Linked DNA regions of Mus musculus: region 2 is linked to region 1. The links are chromatin contacts, called in public Micro-C maps. All regions are on one chromosome and are shown on one strand. The core of a region is the stretch at or near the end of the contact, and the rest is flanking DNA. Distances in the headings are between cores, read along the strand shown.

Region 1 (3,793 bases), core at 578-3,077:
AAAAGAATAAAACTTAGGAGGCTTGACCTCTCTGTGTTCAAACAACTTCACAGGTAATGCCAAATCTAGAAACTCCTTCTCTTTCCAAATTGGCTAGGAATGTATTTTTCTTCCCTTTTAACGGGGCTATCATCGTGTGTGTGTGTGTGTGTGTGTGTGTGTGTGTGTGTGTGTGCAGTGTACTTGTGGAGGTCAGAGGATAACCTTTTCTTTCCTCAATTTGCCTGGTTACAGGGATTGAATGAACGAAGGTCACCCGGCTTGCAAAACAAGAATATTTACCCACTGCACCATCTCATTGGTATAACAACAACAAAGTATTTTTTAAAATTAGCCTGGCATGGTAGAGAGAGAGAGCACTAAGAGGGAGTTAGGGTGTCCCAGATAATGAGGGGAGCCTAAGGAGGACTCAGAGGTGGTCCAGACTTCGAGGAAGCTCTAGTGCAGCCTTAGATAAAATTAAAGTACGTCTTGCTTCTGCTCTCAGAGAGGCAGCACACAGCCCGACTGGTCATCCGTGCTGCTCTACAGGAACCCAAGAAAAGAGCTTTGCAAGCTCAGAGCAACTCAGTGTGCTAGGTCTTCAACACCCAGGGCCTTTAAAATATCTCCCGCTGTCAGCCGATTTCACACAGAAATTTATTTAAAATGCAGTGAAATCCAGTGGAGGAAAAAAAAAATCCCTTGCATAATCCTGTTACTGAAGCCCACACAAGTGTCCACTTAGTTCTTGTTTACTTTGCTCTTTCATTCTCGGAAAGGATTGGTAGGATTGGTAGTGTTTTTTGGAAGGAAATCTCCCCCAGGGTTTCCCCATTAACATATTTTGACGTGCCTCCCCGGAAAGCCTGTTTAAAGAAAAACACATGCTCGGTGGAATTGTCTGTGTTCCTCGGGGTGTGTGTGTGTGTGTGTGTGTGTGTGTGTGTGCCATTTTGCAAGACTAATTATGTCTAATTTTTCAGATGTCACTGTATATCAGCCGACCAAAGGTTTCTCTAAATCGCAGTGTTTGTAGTGAGATCCCAGCCTGGCTTCTCCTCCCTCTGGATGCAGGGGTTATGTGGCTGAACTCTTTTCCTGTTTTAACAACTTGCCCACTAGCCATGGGACAGGGCCTGTTTCCTCCCTCCACCCCCAGGCCTCACCCCTTCCCTACTGCCACCCATTGAAGGGCTCTACAGTTCCTCTACCCTCTAGCGAGCTAACCGTCTTGGGGGGTCTGAGGTGAGGATACAGACACGGTGGAAGTGGGGTCCTCTGCTTTGGCCTTTGTCCCGGGTCTGGCTCTCTGAAGCCACCCAGCCTGAGAGATGGTTGCGGGATGGTCGGAGGACGAGGCACGTGGCCATCGGTGGGAGCGGGGACTCTGCACTCTCCGGGGCGCGGCAGGGGAAGCTTACCGGCGACGATGGCAGTGGCGAGGCTCAGCAGCACGAGCGAGGACAGCGCTGCGTGGGGCATGACTGCGCGGCGCCGAGAGCGGGCCGGGGGCGGTGCTTGTCGGGTGCGCAGCTCCCAGCTCAGTTGCGACGCCTCCCACTCGAGGCGGGGGAGTGGAGCCCAGGGTCGCACTGCTGGGACGCTCAGATCCCCAAGCGGCGGACACACCGCAGACTCCAACTTCTCTTCGTTAAAGATAAACTTCTCATTTGAACTGAAGTAATCTCAGACTTTCTAAAATGTTGCAAAAATAAATAGAACTTCCCGTAATCCTTGCGGCAGCTTCTCCAAATGTTAGCATCTTACATAACATCAGTGCAAGGATAGGAACCAGGACAGAGCATTGGTGGAGCACTGTTGACTAATCCATAGCACTTGTGGCATTTGACAATTATCTCTGTTCTAGGACCCTATCCAGGAACAAGCACATTTGGGTTCGTCTGATGTTTCTTCTTAGTAGAATTGTTTGTGCCCTTTTGGCAAGAATCATACAGAGGGACAAAGATTGATGGACTTTGGTTATTTAATGAAGGTGGTGTCAGCAACCGTAATCTCCCTTTTCACAATTCCCTCCTGGTGGACTATGCCTCTTAGAAAATATATCTCTGCCACTAGTTACTGTATCGAAAGTAAAGGAGAATAACGGAACAGGAAGGTTTGACTGGGATGGGGGTAGAAGCACAAGTTAAAGGAAGGAATATGGGATGGGACAGCTAACACAGCCTCTATGGGGCAGGAGAAGGAAGCGAAGGAAAGAGGAAGAGAGGGAGGGAGGAGAGGGGAAGGGAAAGGGGAAGAGAAGGAGGGGGGAGGGAGAGAGGAAAATTTTAATGGAGTTACCTTACAAGAGGGAAAGAAGATAGATACCACCTAGCAAATAAAACCCCAGTACCAAAAACGGGTTCTTCTTGAGTTGTTGCCAATGGAATCTCATAAAGCCCCAAGAACTACAGGTCAGTGCCAATAGTCTTGGCTATCTTCAGAACTTGTTGGTAAGCCCCTGTGGCCGAAGAAACCACATCGCTGAGTCAGGTAAGGTGGTCAAGATGGCACTAACTTGGAAGCTTCAACTCTCCCATTTAGCTTTCTTCGCTCCGGGAAGTGCTTGCTGTGCACACGGATGTAGGAGGAAATACTTCTTTCTCCTCCATTCGTGTATACAGCACACACCTCTATCTCATCCAGATATGAACCTTGTAAGGTACAGCAATGATGGGGCCCAACAAGATATGGGTACTGCTGTGGTAGTTGGATGAATGTCACAAAAGTAACCAACCATTTTATGATTGGATCTAAGTCCCGCCAGTACCATACCTGGCACTGTGCCAAGAACCTGTGGCTAAATAGATTGCAGTCCCTAAGGGGAAGCACAATGCTATTATTCTGCTAAATGGCCATAGTATTAAAGTAATTCCTAGAGACCTACTGCTTTGCCCATAGATGAGCGTATCTCTCAACCTTCATCAGAAAAGTGTCTCCTCACAGTAAATGGCAATTAATAGACACCTTCCACTAGTCAATGTCCAGAAAATAAGAAACCATGGAGGGCTTGGCCCTAAGTGGGATTTGCATATTGCACCCCTCCCCTCAAGGTTCAGGAATCTTTGAGGAAGAAAGGTCAGAAAGATAGTAAGAGTCAGAGCTCGTGGATAGCATCAAGGAAACTGTCTTCTGGACACGACTGGGCAGACGTACATGTAAACTCACAGAGATTGTGACCATATGCCTGAGATATATGAAAGCTCAACCCAGATAAAAATCCCACCACTGAGGCGCTAGCAGGGCACAGATTCTTACCAGTGGACGAAGACCTAATGGCATTTAATAGTGCTGAGAGAGGGAAAGTTAATTTTCTTTAAAGATGCGACCCTCTAGTTGGTTGACCACAATCTATATCAGGCTTCGCTCCCAAAAGTAGTAGGGCAACTCCAGTTGGGCTTTGATGGAGAGGATGAAATAAAGAAAGCTACAAGTTGGGTGGAAAGGGAGGAGGGTAGAGTGGATGGGTGTGAGAGGAACTGGGACAGGGGAGTGAATATAACTGTGGTGGTTTGAATATGCTTGGCCCAGGGAGTGGCACTATGAGGAGGCGTGGCCTTGTTGGAGGAGGTGTGGCCTTGTTGGAGAAAGAGTGTCACTGTGGGAGTGGGTTTTGAGACCCTCTCCTAGCCACATGGGAGTCAGTTCTTCTCCTGTTTGCCTTCAGAACAAGATGCAGAACTCGCAGCTCCTCCAGCACCAGGCCTGCCTGGATGCTGTTGTGCTTCTCGCCATGATGATAATGGACTGAACCTCAGAACCTGTAAGCCAGTCCCAATTAAATGTTGTCCTTTATAAGAGTTGCCTTTGT
Region 2 (3,793 bases), core at 761-3,260, 83 kb after region 1:
TCCTTCAAGCCCTTTGCCTGATGATGGAGGCTTCAGTATATGAAGGTGTGGCTCACTGGGCCAATGGAAAATAAGCTCACTTGAACTTGGCAAAGATTGTTGTCTGCAGCCTGCCTAGAAAGTACCATATGCATAGAGATGCTATTAAAATGGCTAAGACACAGTGCATAGTGGAAAATGGCTAAGACACAGTACATAGTGGAAAATGGCTAAGACACAGAGCATAGTGACGTCTTTATTTCAGAACTTGAGCCCAAATTTCTCCTTAATATTTGGACAGATGATTGACTACATGAATACAATTAATGATGTAGAACTCACATTACATGTGCACATATAGGCATAAAAACATGAGTGTGCAATACAGAAGGTTTATAGTGTATTCTCGGTGTGTATGTGTGGTTTGTGCAAGCATGGGTTTGTGCCCATGTTTGTGCTGGCAGGTGCCTGTGCTGGTGTGTGTATGTGCAAGCAGAGACAGGAGGGAGACATCAGGTGTTCTGCTATACTCTCTTCACCTTCCCCTGAGACAGAATATATCAGTTAACCTGGAGCTATGTTGGCAGCCAGCAAACCCCAGCAATCCTCTTATCTTTGACCTCCACTGCACTGGGGTTACTGGCAGGCGTCCTGAACTATGTATAGCTTTCTCTTTCTAAATTTGGGTGCCAAGAATTTGAATTCAAGTTCTCATGTTTGCATAGCAAGCACTCTTATTCACTTAAATACCCTCCCTCTCCAAGCTATGTAATAGATATAGATATAGATATAGATATAGATATAGATATAGATAGAGATAGAGATAGAGATAGATATAGATATAGATATAGAAATGTGTGTTTCAAATAAAGAATCTTCAAGTTGTACCATGATTAAATTATATAGATATTGAGATAACTGGTTCAAAATATACTCATTTTCCTATGTGATCCCAGAGAGAGGGAAAACCAACTCAGGCTGGATCACGTGACTTAATGCTCCACCCAGGGAGTTTCAAAGGGGCTTTCCACTACTAGTTACACACCAAATAGTACCAGTTATACCCCAAATAGTACACTCGTGGTTCTATACACTGGAGAGGCTCTCAGAGATCCACTGCTGACTGCACAGAGTGTGTTTGCTATTCCACGCTACCTCCATGGCTTAGCAAGCCTCAGATTTGAGAATGTAGCTTTCTTTTATAAAAAAAAGCAACTCTGGTAGATACACAAATGCACGAACACCCTCTGGCCAAGAAGGCAGCTAGGTACACAGGCAGAGTTCAGTCAAGACAACAAGGTGGACCAGGCAAACATGCTGCAGAATGGGCATCTTGCTGGCTTCTCTACCAGGCTTCACATAAGTGTGGTCTGACTCTGGCAGGACTTTCCATCAACCAGGGCTTCTTCCTCTCACCTGAAATCTCTGACCCAAGCAATAGTGGGAGTTAAACAGAACACGTAGCCACAATTCACTTGTTATAAATGATAAGAAGCAAACACTGTGCACTTTTAAAAATATTCCAGGTGTTTAAAAAGCCCGGTCCTTGGTCTAGAAGAGCAACTCTCATAGAGAGGTCCTCAGGCCAGCATCATCACCATGACCTGGGAACTTGTGAAACGACCCCACCTCAAATCCACTGACTCAGAACCTTGTGAGGTGGCTCTCTGTTCTAACAAACACTCCAACTGGTATTGGTGCCCCCTAATGTATGGAATTGCTGGCCCTGTCTAACTTCTTCAAGTTGATCAGAAGCTTGGGGTCTCTTAAGAAGGGATCAGCATACGCTACCGCCAGGCTGCCTTTTCTCTGGGCAGGAAAGTAGAGCCATTTGGGGCAAAGGCTTCACAGACAGGTTTCTTGGACCTTCAAGACCTTATGCAACTACGTGGGCCACCTTGGCCTCACTGTGCTTTTCTGTAGTTGTTATGGGGCCTGAATGGTTATAATAGATTTTGAAGGCTTAGAACAGTGCCTGATGCTGGGAATGAGGTACTGACAGCCTTATGCCAACTTGACACATGATAGATTTATCAGATGGGAGGTTCCTCAATTGAGAAACACTGCTGTAAGATCTGTCATAAGACAGAGCTGTAAGGCACTGTCTTACTTAGTGATTGATGGGGGAGGGCCTAGTTTATGTGGGTGGTGCTATGCTGGGCTGGTGGTCTTGGAATCTATAAGAAAGCAAACTGAGCAGGCCATAGGGAGCAAGCCAGCAAGATGACCACCGTATGACCTCTGCATCAGCCTGTGCCTCCAGGTTCCTGCCCTGTTTGAGTTCCTGTCCTGGTTTCCTTCAACGGTGAACAGAGACACAGAAGTGTAAGCCGAATGAACCCTTTCCTCTCTAACTTGCCTTTTGGTCCTGGTGTTTTGTCACATCAGTAGAAACCCAAACTAAGACAAGAGGTCATTTAATTATTCACTATTATTATTATTATTTACATCCGAAGTTCTTTCTCTCCTTTTAATAGACTCTTTCAAGCTATTGTCGTTCATTTTCTTTGAGAGAGTATTCCCACACTTCTACAGCTCAGGCTGACCAGAAACTTATCGTTCTCCAGGATCAGTCTTGTGAGTGCTGAGGTTGCGAGAGTTAGCTCTCACACTTGGCATTCAATGTTTCTTAAGCACACACGCCAGTTACTGTGATTTATTGTAGCTCTCGCCCATTGGCTAAGAAACTGTCTCTGTTATATACCAGACAGTAACATGAGCACTTCTTTGATTTGTCCATTTCTATAAAGAGGAATGAATGCTTTAGCACCCTGGATAGGTTTCTTCTAATGAGAAACAACTTGAAAGCATACCCTTATCAACACATAGCATGGCGAGCAAACACCGTCACTAATTGGGAGAGGGCCAAAGGTATCTCTTTCTCTTCCAGCCTTGGCTTCAGGGCACAGATCTTCTTTAAGTAGTCACAATCCTAAATTTGGCTCAGCCCATCTGTACCTGTTGCTCTGGTTTGCTTCAGGAAACTCACAGAGGCGATCTCCTTCTAGCCAAGCTCCTGTGTCCCATGCCCCACTTTCTCCTGAAGCTGTGACTTCCCACCTGCTGTGCCCTTTCCACTTTTCTCCCGATGTAGCTGAGCTTCCCCAATGCCCTCCCCCAATTTCATCTTCCACAAACGGTCCTGCTTCTCTTCTTGAGCAGATTCTGAAGGCAAAATTAAAACTGTACCCAACTTCCTCCCCTTACTGCAAACGCACATTCCGTATCTTGGATAATATCTGCTGCAGACATGTTAAGTCCTCTTAAACTCCTCCTTCCTCCCTTTGCCTCCTACAAACGCTACTCTCTTCTTGCTATTAGAGAGTTCACCAGCCCATACATACCTGGTAGTAGGCAGATGCCCCACTTTTGATCATATTCATAACTTAGGGTAGTGGCACACCATGGCCCACTATGATCTTCATCATGAATGCAGTCATGGTACCATGTCTCACCAATCAAGAAAGGGAATTCACAAGGTCTCCCGTAGGAATTCCCATCTCTGGTGTATATCTCTGTGGGATGGGGAGGAAGAAGAGTAGAGTTCAGAGCTGAGCAACCATCTCAGGGTAGCTAATTTCTAAAACATTTGAAGGAAGAGTGTTGATTTTACTTATGAGCCTACAATATCTGAGCAGGCCATATACTGTGGAAAGAGCACAGAGACTGACTGCTCTCATCTGTCCTTTGAATGCTGGAGTCTCCTGTAGTTTCTGCATTTCGAACTGGGACTATCAGTGCTTAACTCCAGGGTTGCCCACTGTGTATTTAGCAAAATGTAAGGTTTCTTTTCTGTGATGTAAGGAAGCAATGA

Evidence for each region. A called contact is a pair of places that touch in the nucleus more often than the background predicts.
Region 2: a contact with region 1 is called in a Micro-C map of macrophages, with 2.8 times the contacts expected there. The contact joins the enhancer-like site here to the promoter of Cd302 in region 1. A contact is called at or near these places in 1 of 39 promoter capture datasets (macrophages), 4 of 484 Hi-C or Micro-C datasets (granulocyte-monocyte progenitors, macrophages, muscle stem cells and 1 more), 2 of 115 datasets of contacts at active chromatin or transcription factors (bone marrow-derived dendritic cells and embryonic stem cells) and 3 of 9 other capture datasets (adipose tissue, embryonic stem cells and liver).

Annotation. Positions count from the first base shown.
Region 1 is chr2:60,282,657-60,286,449 of GRCm38.p6, forward strand. It overlaps Cd302 (CD302 antigen), which reads right to left and starts at 1,828. Exons shown (of 6, transcript NM_001290660.1): 1 at 1,404-1,828. The coding sequence starts at 1,464.
Region 2 is chr2:60,365,436-60,369,228 of GRCm38.p6, forward strand. It overlaps Ly75 (lymphocyte antigen 75), which reads right to left. Exons shown (of 35, transcript NM_013825.4): 3 at 3,324-3,494. Among named protein-coding and RNA genes, the nearest start is that of Ly75, 16 kb to the right of the region's middle. Within about 2 kb of position 2,011, at least 7 of the 459 cell types and tissues checked have an H3K27ac peak or open chromatin away from gene starts, as enhancers often do. A contact at or near this core is called in macrophages, where this site is marked.